Linked DNA regions of Mus musculus: region 1 is linked to region 2. Evidence: chromatin contacts called from public promoter capture Hi-C data. All regions are on one chromosome and are shown on one strand. Each heading gives the region's core, a stretch centred on a gene start, on an enhancer-like site or on the middle of the called end of the contact. The rest is flanking DNA. Distances are from core to core; before and after follow the strand shown. Region 1 holds the start of Fam90a1a (family with sequence similarity 90, member A1A). Region 2 holds the start of Defb1 (defensin beta 1).

What was found. Promoter capture Hi-C pulls out the DNA fragments that hold promoters and counts their contacts.
Region 1: a promoter capture Hi-C map of the HPC-7 cell line shows a contact between it and region 2. The contact joins the promoter of Fam90a1a here to the promoter of Defb1 in region 2. A contact is called at or near these places in 19 of 39 promoter capture datasets (the 3T3-L1 cell line, the C10 cell line, the HPC-7 cell line and 12 more), 19 of 484 Hi-C or Micro-C datasets (the G1E-ER4 cell line, cerebral cortex, embryonic stem cells and 4 more) and 2 of 9 other capture datasets (embryonic stem cells and pancreatic islet).

The regions. Positions count from the first base shown.
Region 1 is chr8:21,954,709-21,960,270 of GRCm38.p6, reverse strand. Fam90a1a (family with sequence similarity 90, member A1A) reads right to left here and starts at 1,557. Exons shown (of 5, transcript NM_001081662.1): 1 at 1,369-1,557; 2 at 919-1,054. The coding sequence starts at 1,029. Gm29821 (a long non-coding RNA gene) reads left to right here. Exons shown (of 3, transcript XR_378797.4): 2 at 1,955-2,120.
Region 2 is chr8:21,773,762-21,778,625 of GRCm38.p6, reverse strand. It overlaps Defb1 (defensin beta 1), which reads right to left and starts at 2,071. Exons shown (of 2, transcript NM_007843.3): 1 at 1,914-2,071. The coding sequence starts at 1,974.

The sequences.
Region 1 (5,562 bases), core at 308-2,807, 180 kb before region 2:
ACCAATACAGATGCGGAATGCACTCAGCCAATGACTGGACTGAACTTGGAGACTCCAGTGGAGGAGTTAGGGGAAGGACTGAAGGAGCTGAAGGGGATTGCAACCCCACAGGAAGAACAACAATATCAACCAACCAGACCCTGCAAAGCTCCCAGAGGCTAAACTACCAACCAAAGAGTACACATGGAATGACTCATGGCTCCAGCTGCATGTGTAGCAGAGGATAGTCTTATCTGACATCAAAGGGAGTGGAGGCCCTTGGTCCTGGGGAGGCTCAATGCCCCAGTATAGGGGAATGCTAGGGCAGTGAGGCAGAGAGAGTGTGTGTGTGTGGGAGCACCCTCATAGAAGCAGGTGGAGGGAGGATGGAATAGGGGGTTTGCAGAGAGGAAACAGGGAAAGGGGATAACATTTGAAATGCAAATAAATAAAATATCCAAAAAGAAAAAACAAAAACAAAAACACCCCCCCCTCCCAGGAAAACCAAAAACAATGGAGACCTAATCCATTCAAGCCCATGGTTCTGGGACAGCCTCTGCCTTTCAGCCTGCCTTTACTTTCGGGATAGTATTTGAAATGTAAATAAAGAAAATATCTTTAAAAAACAAACAACAACAAAAAAAAAAAACCCAAAAAACCTCCCTAAGTTTCTGCTTCTGTCCTGTTGTCATTGAAATACACTAACCTAGAATTTGATTTCTGTGCACAAAACTCACTGGGAGAAAGGCTTAGTGGCCCACTGGGATTCAGAGGACCTACCTACCCACTACAGTACCAGCTGGCTACTCAAGACTTTCTATTGCCTTAAACCTATATGCCAATATTCTTCTCTAGTGAATCCTGCACAACACATTTTTGTGGTGCATCCCTGTCTCACCTAAGCCCAGGACTGGCTGACACATACAGGCCTCCACTTACCATATGGTTCTCCTTTTTCAGTGATGGAAGTGTCTGTTCCCATGAGCTTCTTGGCTCTCCCTGGGCTGTTTGAGCTGGAACAGCTGGAAGGCCCTTGATTTGTGACTCCATTTGTGGACCCGTTGGCTTTGATTTCCTGAAACAGAAGTTAACAAAAGAGTTTCAAACTACGGAGTTACGTTTCGTGACGCGCTAGGAACATATGGCCTGGTGATGGTTATCACAAATGAACCCGTTTCTGTGTTTCCACCTCCCAAGCATATTCCATCAGGAGACTTAGGGACTTGAAGTTGTAACATCCAGGGAATGTTTCACTTCAAGAATCCATCACTGCTGCCAAAAATTTGAATGAGAAAGTACTATTTAAGGGAAATGCCATTACCTTCACATGAGAAATTCATCCCTGAACTTCAGATTCATTTCAAAACACTCCCATCTCTAACCACTCACCTCAAGCAAAATCTGATAAAAGATTTCCACCCGAGAGCCTGCCTTCTCTCTATGGTCTCTTTAGTGGCTTCTCTGAGCTGTGGGGTCTGGATCTGCCCACCAGGCGTCACTTTCAGGAGTGGACAGAAACTGAAAAGGTGCTGGCTGCACCGGCTTCTTATAATGTTCCCTCAAGGTCATGGCCTCCATGATGCAATCTAATCAAAGTAGCCAATTAAGAACACCTGATCTTTTTTAAATTTTTAAAAATTTTACAATCCAGATTTTACTCCCCCCTCCACCCACCCCAACTGTTTTCTACATTTCATACTCCCCCCCCAAGAGAATATCCCCCCCCCCACATCTGATAGAGGGCTAATATGCAGAACACCTGATCTTAAGGCATCAACACAGAGGTTTTAGTCTTGATTAAATACTTAAAGGCACTGAATAGGGAGTGGAAGTCCCTAAGTTTCAGACTGAATATGCTTGGGAGGTGGAAATGCAGATATAGGTTCATTTGTGATGGGCAGCAGAAGACCACGTATTCCTGTATGTCATGAAACTTAATTTCTTTGGTTAAAACTCTTGCTTCCTTCCATTTCAGGAAATCAGAGCCAAAAGAGCTTCACAGAGTCACCCATTAAGACCTGGGGCCAGCTCCAACAGCTCAGAGAAAGTCAAGAGGCTCATGAGATCAGAATATTCTTTCATCGAAGGAGGAGAACCCTAGATACGTTGAGGCCTGTTGTGTCAGCCAGCCCTGGGGCTAGGTGAGACAATGAATTGGGCTTTATCACAAAATCTTTTTGTTGTGTGGGATCCACCAAAGAATTCTGGGATAAGTATTCCTATAGATTAGCCAGCTGGCAGAGTCCACTCGGTGGGTCCCCTGTGTCCCACTGGATCACTGAGCTCTCAGGGAGAGCTTTGGAGACAAACATCATGTTATATACTTCTTGATGGAAAACACACACACACACACACACACACACACACACACTTGTATTATCAGAATAAGGTTCACTTAAAGTTTACAGGGAACCTGAGACTCCCAGTTTTTAAATCCACCTATGCTGCAGATTCTGGATAGCTAATATGGGTCACCACAGTCCGAGTACCAGAGTGAGATGCTACAAACAAAACATCATTAGTCTTCCGAGATTCTAGTGTTTTCAAAGCCTTCAGTCTGGAAATCAGTCTGGCCGTTCTTAGAAGATTGAGAATAGTTCTAACACAAGAGCCAGCTATACCACTCCTGGGTGTATAATCAAGGGATGCCCCACCATCCCGCAAGGACATTTGTTTAACTATGTTCATAGCAGCTTTATTTGCAATAGTCAGAAATCAGAAGCAACCTAGATGTCCGTCACCTGGGATATATATCTTGTTTTCCCTTCTGAGGAAGATTCAGTCATCCTCTCTCGGGCCCATCTAATTGGCGTTCTGAAAGCTGCTTGTATGCTTATAGGCATATCTCTGTTTTTTTTTTTTGGGGGGGGGAGGGGTTGAGGAAATTTTTTTTCTATGATTTTGTTGAAAATCTTTTCTGGGTCTTGGAGCTGGAGCTCTTCACCTTCTTCTATTCCTTTTATTCTTGTGTTAGGTCTTTTTGTGGTATTCCAGACTTCTGGATGTTTTGTGGCAAGAACTTTTAGATCTGACATGTTCTTTGACTGATGTATCAATGTCTTCCATCCTATCTTCTATGTCTGAGATCTCTTTTCCTTCTCCTGTCTTCTGTTGGTGATGCTCGCATCTGCTGTTCCTGTTTTCATCCCTAGGTTTCCTGTCTCCAGGATTCCCTCGGCTTACTTATTTGTTTATTTTTTTTAACTGCCTCTATTTCAACTTTCAGGTCTTGAAGAGTTTTATTCGTTTCCTTCACCTGTTTATTTGTAGTTTCCTGTACTTCTTCAAGAGATTTATTCATTTCCTCTTTAAAGGCCCGTGGCATCTTTATAAGATTGGATTGAAGGTCATTTTCTTGTGCTTTGGCTGTGTTAGGACATCCAGGGCTTGCTGTATTAGTATAGCTGTGCTCTGAGGGTACAATGTTACTTTGGCTTGTGTTGATTGTGTTTTTTTTTTTTTTTCCGAGACAGGGTTTCTCTGTGTAGCCCTGGCCATCCTGGAACTCACTCTGTAGATCAGGCTGGCCTTGAACTCAGAAATCCGCCTGCCTCTGCCTCCCAAGTGCTGGGATTAAAGGCGTGCACCACCACGCCTGGCTCTTGATTCTGTTCTTAGGCTGGCTTTTCACCATCTGTTTATCCATGACCATTCCTGTTGTAGCAGGTATTGGGAAGGCAGGCCTACTTGGATGTTCCTGGGTCTCCAAATGGCAGCCTTGGCCCAGACAATGGAACTCAGCGGGCAGTGGATGTTTCCTAGAAGTTGGGTGTGCTCCTAGGGACAAAGCCAGATGGGGGTGGGGTTGGGGTGGGCAGTAAGGGATTTTTCTTGTGTTGTAGGCCTGGTGTATTAGATGGCAAGGTGGTGGGACAATGGAACTCTGGCAGACAGCCAGCTGCTTAGGACACTTGGGTGTGCCCCAGAGGACTTGTCAGGAAGAGGAATTCATAGCTGTTTTAAAATATGTATTAAGTGTAAAGTCATGTGCTTTCTTCTCAATGATAACTTGCCATGGTTTAGACACAAAAGGACTCACATTAGTTGTATGTGTGTGTACATGCGAGCACATGCAGGTGTTTGTGTATGTGTGTCAGAACACATGTGACAGTCACATGGTGGCCAGAAGAGATTGTCAACTGTCATTCCTCAGACTTTATCCTCTTTCTTTTGAGACAGAGACTCTCAGCAGTTTGTCTCTAGCCACATCTGCTAACCTGAGCTATCAGTGATACACCAGGGATCCATTTGTCTCTGCTTTCACAGACCTGGGGTCACAAGCATGGGTCTGTGAATACCTGGCTTGGACGCAGGTTCAAGTCTTTACAAGGAGTTAATTGTTTTTTGACAGAGGTATCATTCCAGCCTCAGAAATACTCTCAACTATTACCTTCTGACAGAGCTAAGTTTGTTTTAAAAGATCATTTTGGTGTCACAATTACAATATACTGAAATTATGTGTAGTTTTAATTTCTCTTTTGAAATACCAGTTATTATTTTAATAGATAATCTTAGTTAAGGAGCATTTTTCTAAACATTTCCACTGTTCCAATTTAGCTCAAAAGAGCTTTTAACCCCGTGATCCCAGCGCTCTGCCATTTATCCCATGTGTGTAACTCGCCCATTAGGATATATCTGTCCAGACAGCAAAGGGCAGAAGCACAGGATGGGCAGTACTGACTTCAAAACATTTATTGAGAAAGGAACAAGAAATGCTATGCTGAAAAACCCATCTTGCAAAGGAAGGGTTATTGCGTGATATGGCCACTAGAGGGCGCGATTGCCTATCTTCTGATCGTGGCTTCTCAGCACTAAGAATCTTGTACTATTTGTTGTATGATTCAGAATCCACTTTTCATACGTTTTCTTTTCTCTCAGTAATTTTCCATTCGTTGGCCTCTATGTTGTCTCTTGTGGTTTCTTACTTTTCAGTACTATATTTGAACATGAACCCCAAATCTCACTGCTACAGAGAGATACTGTTTCTGTGGCTTCCATTTCTAGTGCTCATGTCCAAACAAACAAACAAACAAAACCACCAAAAAACAACAACAACAATAAAAAACAAAACAAAAAAACCTCTGTGTGATGGTTTGTATATGCTTGGCCCAGCCCCAATTAAATGTTGTCCTTATAAGAGTTGCCTTGGTCATGGTGTCTGTTCACAGCAGTAAAACCCTAACTAAGACAGAAGTTGGTTCTGGCCATGCTTTTGTTTAGAAAAATATGGATTTGGGGACTTTGGATTTGGAAAGCCATGGGATGCTTTAAGTGGGGCTTAATGGGCTATCCTAGTTGGAATATGGAAGACTTTGTTGCTGAGTATGATTTGACCATGAAGAGAGCCTGTGAGAGGCTTTTGGTGAAGCCTAGTTGCAGTGGAACACCCCAGTGTATTGGAGATGTTAGGGCCATGGGATGATCACCAGGAACAGCAGCAGCAGTGGAGTGGATCAACATGAGCTTAAAGTGCTACAGAGGGCAGAGCTGGAGAAGTGACACCAGCCCTTTGGAGGAGCACAGAAGATCATGTGTGGATCCCAGACACTGAAACAAGAAGCTATAACTTTGAAGTTGCCTTGG
Region 2 (4,864 bases), core at 822-3,321:
ATGTTTAGTACAAAAGACACTTAAGGGATTTCATTCTTCCTCCCCACCTAGAGCATAGGGGTCATAGCAGGTATCAATCCCAGAGAAAAATACTTTTACTGAATAGTGCCCTTCACTGTGGTCAAAACAGAACTCAGCAGTCCAGCAGTTGCTCCTTAATGGTCAAAATGGAACTCAGTGCTCCTTGATGGTCTTCCTTGGCCCTTGGTACTCAGATAGTCTAAGCACCATAAACTTGGCTTTGGGGATGAGATAGACTCTGCTCTTGGCTATTTCCCAATAAGCAGCTGGAGAATGCTTGTACTGGCCGATTATAGAGACAGAATATTTGTATCCTAAAAGAATACAGTAGAGTGGCTCTACCAAGGAGATTTTAGCAATCCTCGGAAGTGGTTCTGGAGTCCAGCGCCATTCTTGTAATGGAGTCTTGAGAAGTATGGCTGAACCTGCCCACCTTTGCAAGGTGGGCCAATTTCTATGGTTTGAATGAGTTGCCTACCATCAAATTTAGAGCACTAGACACAATAAGAATTCTTCATTCTGAAAGATATTCCTTTAAGCTTTCTTGAATTTGGGCCATGAGAGGGAGTCTCCTTCCCACTCAGTGAAAGGATTCCCACCCCACTCCCAAACATGCACCAAGACAGGTGTGTCAAATAGCATGCGCCTTGCTATCGGGTGCACTGGCGTTTCCTAGACCCCAAAAGAAGGGTAACTTATTACATGCACTTTTTTACATCTCTAATGGGCTATTACATCACTATGCAAAACACTGTGTTGAAAATGTGCCTGCACCCAGATTTCACATGGGAAAATTGGGGCCTAACTTATTTTCAAATGCATAGCTCCATAGGTTAACATGATAACCTGGAGAAGAGCAAACTGGGATTTTTCAGACAATCTCACTACTAAAATTTCTTCCCTAGAACCCTCCTGCTATGACTATGTAAACTAAAATTCAGAAATATATGACTTTCTTTTCTTTTCTCCCCCCCCCCTTTTTTTTTTTTTTTTTTTTTTTTTTTAAAGACAGGGTTTCTTTGTGTAGCCCTGGCTGTTCCAAAACTCACTCTGTAGACCAGGCTGGCCTCAAACTCAGAAATCTGCCTGCCTCTGCCTCCCATGTGTTGGGATTAAAGGCTATCCCAAAAGTTCCCCATACCCTCCCCCCTACTCCCCTACCCACCCATTCCCACTTTTTGGCCCTGTACTAGGGCATATAAAGTTTGTGTGTCCAATGGGCCTCTCTTTCCAGTGACTAGGGTATCTTTTGATACAATATATGACTTTCTTAATGTGACCTTGAGAGAGATAGCTATAGGAAACATATGTCCTTAGTCACTACTTCAGGGTCCTACTGTCTCCTATGCCATAGACAAGCTTCTTAGGCTCAGAGAATCCTCTGGACAGATGTGAAGCCTTTCCATTTGACAGGTAAGATCATGCCTGAAGAATGTGACTACCAGGGAATGTGAAAGGTCACCTGTCATCTCTTGACTGCATACCTGGTGTTTCCAGGCATTTACAACTGGCTGAGCTGGCTTGGTGAAGGGACAGGGGCACTTTGCCTACAGCAGGGAGGCTCCACCCAGAGACCTAACTGAGGCTAGTGTCTGTCTCTGGATCAAAAAGCTAGTCTCTGGGGGTGAAGAATCTTGCCACAGCCAAAGCAGATTCCCACACAAGACATTTCCTATATTCTAAGGACAAACATCATAGCTTGGAGGTACCCACTACTCTCTGAATCCATACCAGGCTCATTTTGCTGCTGCCCAGGGCTGTTGACCACAGACCACTCAGCACACTCTGTTACTAGACTTGGAAAACCAGGAGGCAGCTATTATCTGTACCCTGCCCCCAGTCTCTGTGTCCCCAGTCCCAAACAAAGCCATCAACAAGTTCCCAAAGCTTACCTGGCTCCATCTGGGAGAAAAGAAAACATATCATCACCAGGAGAAAGTAATGAGTTTTCATAGTGGTGGCAGCCAGGGTCCAGAGTGCAGAGAGGATGTGAAACTCCCAGGTAGTTGGGCTGACAGATGAGGCTTGAATGAGCTTGTTTTTTTATAGGAACACTGGTTGCATAACCTCATAAATGAGCTGAAGGGAGGCGTTGCAAACCACAGTGAGGTTCTAATGACACCTTCATGCTATTCGCTGTGAGTAGAGTCCAAGTCCTGTGGGCACATTGCCTCTCTCCAGCATCAGCTGGATTTTATTTTCAGCCTGGAAAATGGAAACAGGTATCTGGTGTGGGCCTGTTCTGACTCTCAGGTTGGGATTCTAAGAGACACCAGACAAAGCAGTCCCCACCAGGACCCCTCAGGTTAGATAGGTTCAGAGAGCCTGTAAGAAGCCCAGCGATTCAAACAGGAGATTCTCTGGCTCTAGGCTACTATTGTTCTCTTCTGTTTAGCTCTTTCTCTTTACAGTGCTCAGGATTTATTTCCTCCTATTGTAATGCTGAACTGAGTTCAAGGATGAAAGCCACAGTGGGATTGCTTTCTCTTCTCCCTGTATCCAGACCTTCCTCCCTGAGAGTCTCAAATCAGCTAGTGTTTCCATTTGGGAATGTGTTACTAGGGTTTTCCAACTCTGGCTCTCCAGACAGCATCTGAGCTAAGTCCAGGGAAGTGCAACTGTCTCTTTGGTGTATGACCTTAGCTAGGCTCCATGTGTGTGGGTACTGTAGTGTTTTAAAATATCTTATTTTGCATTGAATTTTCAGTGTAAATCTATGAGCAGATTTCCTAGAATATTATGAAGGATCTTATTTACAAGCAGCAGTAAACACTTCTGCCCAACATGTAAGAGTGGAACACACACACATACACACACACACACACACACACACACACACACATTTGCTTTGTAAGAAGGGTCACTGGTGCTGCTTCAGGAAACTTAAGGGTTACAGGACAAGGGTTTACCGCATAGTAGAAAGTAAACCTAGCTTCTGGCTCCATTTCTTACTGTGGGAATCCCCTCAGAGAGCAGTTGACATAGAGACTTGCCTCTCTGGGTAATAACACCCACCGCATGTCTTTTATGGACTGCTGTGGTTGCAGAGAAATGCATATAGCATGGTGTACTCACGTGGTCCTGTAGGAGAAACAAGATACCAATTTTTAACAAAACATCTCAAAATTCTAATGCTAGGTGTCATTAGTCACAACTTAAAGAATTCAGGGAGTGGTCGGAATCTAAAGGATGATTCTGATTTTCAGAAGTTTTCTGCTTTAAAGCTTGGAGACACTTGTTTTTAAGACCGTTTGGGCTGGAGAGATGGCTCAGCGGTCTTAAGACTGTTCTTCCAGAGGTCCTGAGTTCAATTTCCAGCAACTATATGATGGCTCACAACCACGTGTAATGGGATCTGACGCCTTCTTCTGGTGTCTCTGAAGTGTACTTGAGATATATATATATATATATATATATATATATATATATATATATATATATATATATATATATATATATAAAATAAAATCTTTAAAAAAAATAAAAAGACTGTGCTTATAGACCCACAGCCACATGGTGATTAATTTTCTAGTCTGTTTCTCAGAAGGAATCTTCATTCCGGTGTGGAAGCCTCTCTCTTCCATGGCCCTCCTCCATTAGAAATTGCAAAGTGATTTCTTCTGTTGTCAGTGGTTCCCTCTTGGCATGAGATAACAAAGAAGACATTCATCTTGTCCTCCCCAGGAATCCTCCCATTTAGTACAATGCTTCTAACTAGAAACTATCTCCCAGTACATTTAAACATACTCCATAAAGGAAATTACCAGTACTCAGAACTGGTCTGTCGTCTCAGCTCTAAACTGTGACTTGGCAGGTGGGACCAAGGATAGACCCCTGTTTGTCTGATAGCAGAGATATCAACAGTGCATAATTTGTCCAGAATCATCACTTATCAACAACTCAAATCACAGACTCACACTATTTAAGATGGACTTAACCCGTAGCTATTCCAGGGAGTTCCTGTTTTCTGTAGGAACCCAGGGCCACATCAAGCCCAATCAAGACCTGGACAGCTGTCATACCTTTATGTCATTTGTCAGACCTCATGGATGAGCTTTAGAATAATAAAGGTATTAGAGTAGTTAGGAAAGGAAAGAGAAAGTGAATCTAGTTCCAGAGGGTCAGGTGTTTTTTGGATACAGAAAATAATCCCAGAATGAAGACATTGGTTCAACATTACATCATGACTGATGGAGGGACATTGGAAGGTTTCATTGAGCTTTCAGGTAAACAGTCCGTGACTCACCTGTTCCAGTCCTAGGACTGGGTTATTCCACCTGGGCTAAGGTTGGATAATGCCACTCACAGAGTCCTTAAGCTACTTTTGACCCTTGACCTTCATTTTAGTTCATGGTCAAGGACTCTGAGCATACTTTCAGCTCTCCTGTGCTCTTGACTTACTAAGGTCTACATTTGTTTCCCATCATTGCTAAGGTACTCTTTGGGCATATTGTCCATATTATGTAAATCCGTATACTTGGCCATCAGACTACAGGAGCTTTGGGGGTGTTTCTTAATGTTAACATCATTGAAAACCAAACCATTTGGAACCATTTTAGGAATTTAAAGAATGAATGTGTTTTCATTCAGTTAATTTTGTACACGGAGGAGAAGGTTGCAAGCTCTCAATGAAGAAGCAGATCTATACTGTATGTTCTACCAGTCCTGCCAGAGTCTTCCCAAGACAGCTATAAGCCATTCGTCTCTGCTGAGGTTTTTTGTTGATTAAATTTATAGAAATAGAAAGATACCAGGAGTCTAGAGCTGCTATAGTTGTCAGCACAGGGAATGGTGAGGAGCAGGAAGAGGAGCAGGAAGGAAAAGGGTGGGGGGAGAAGGAGTG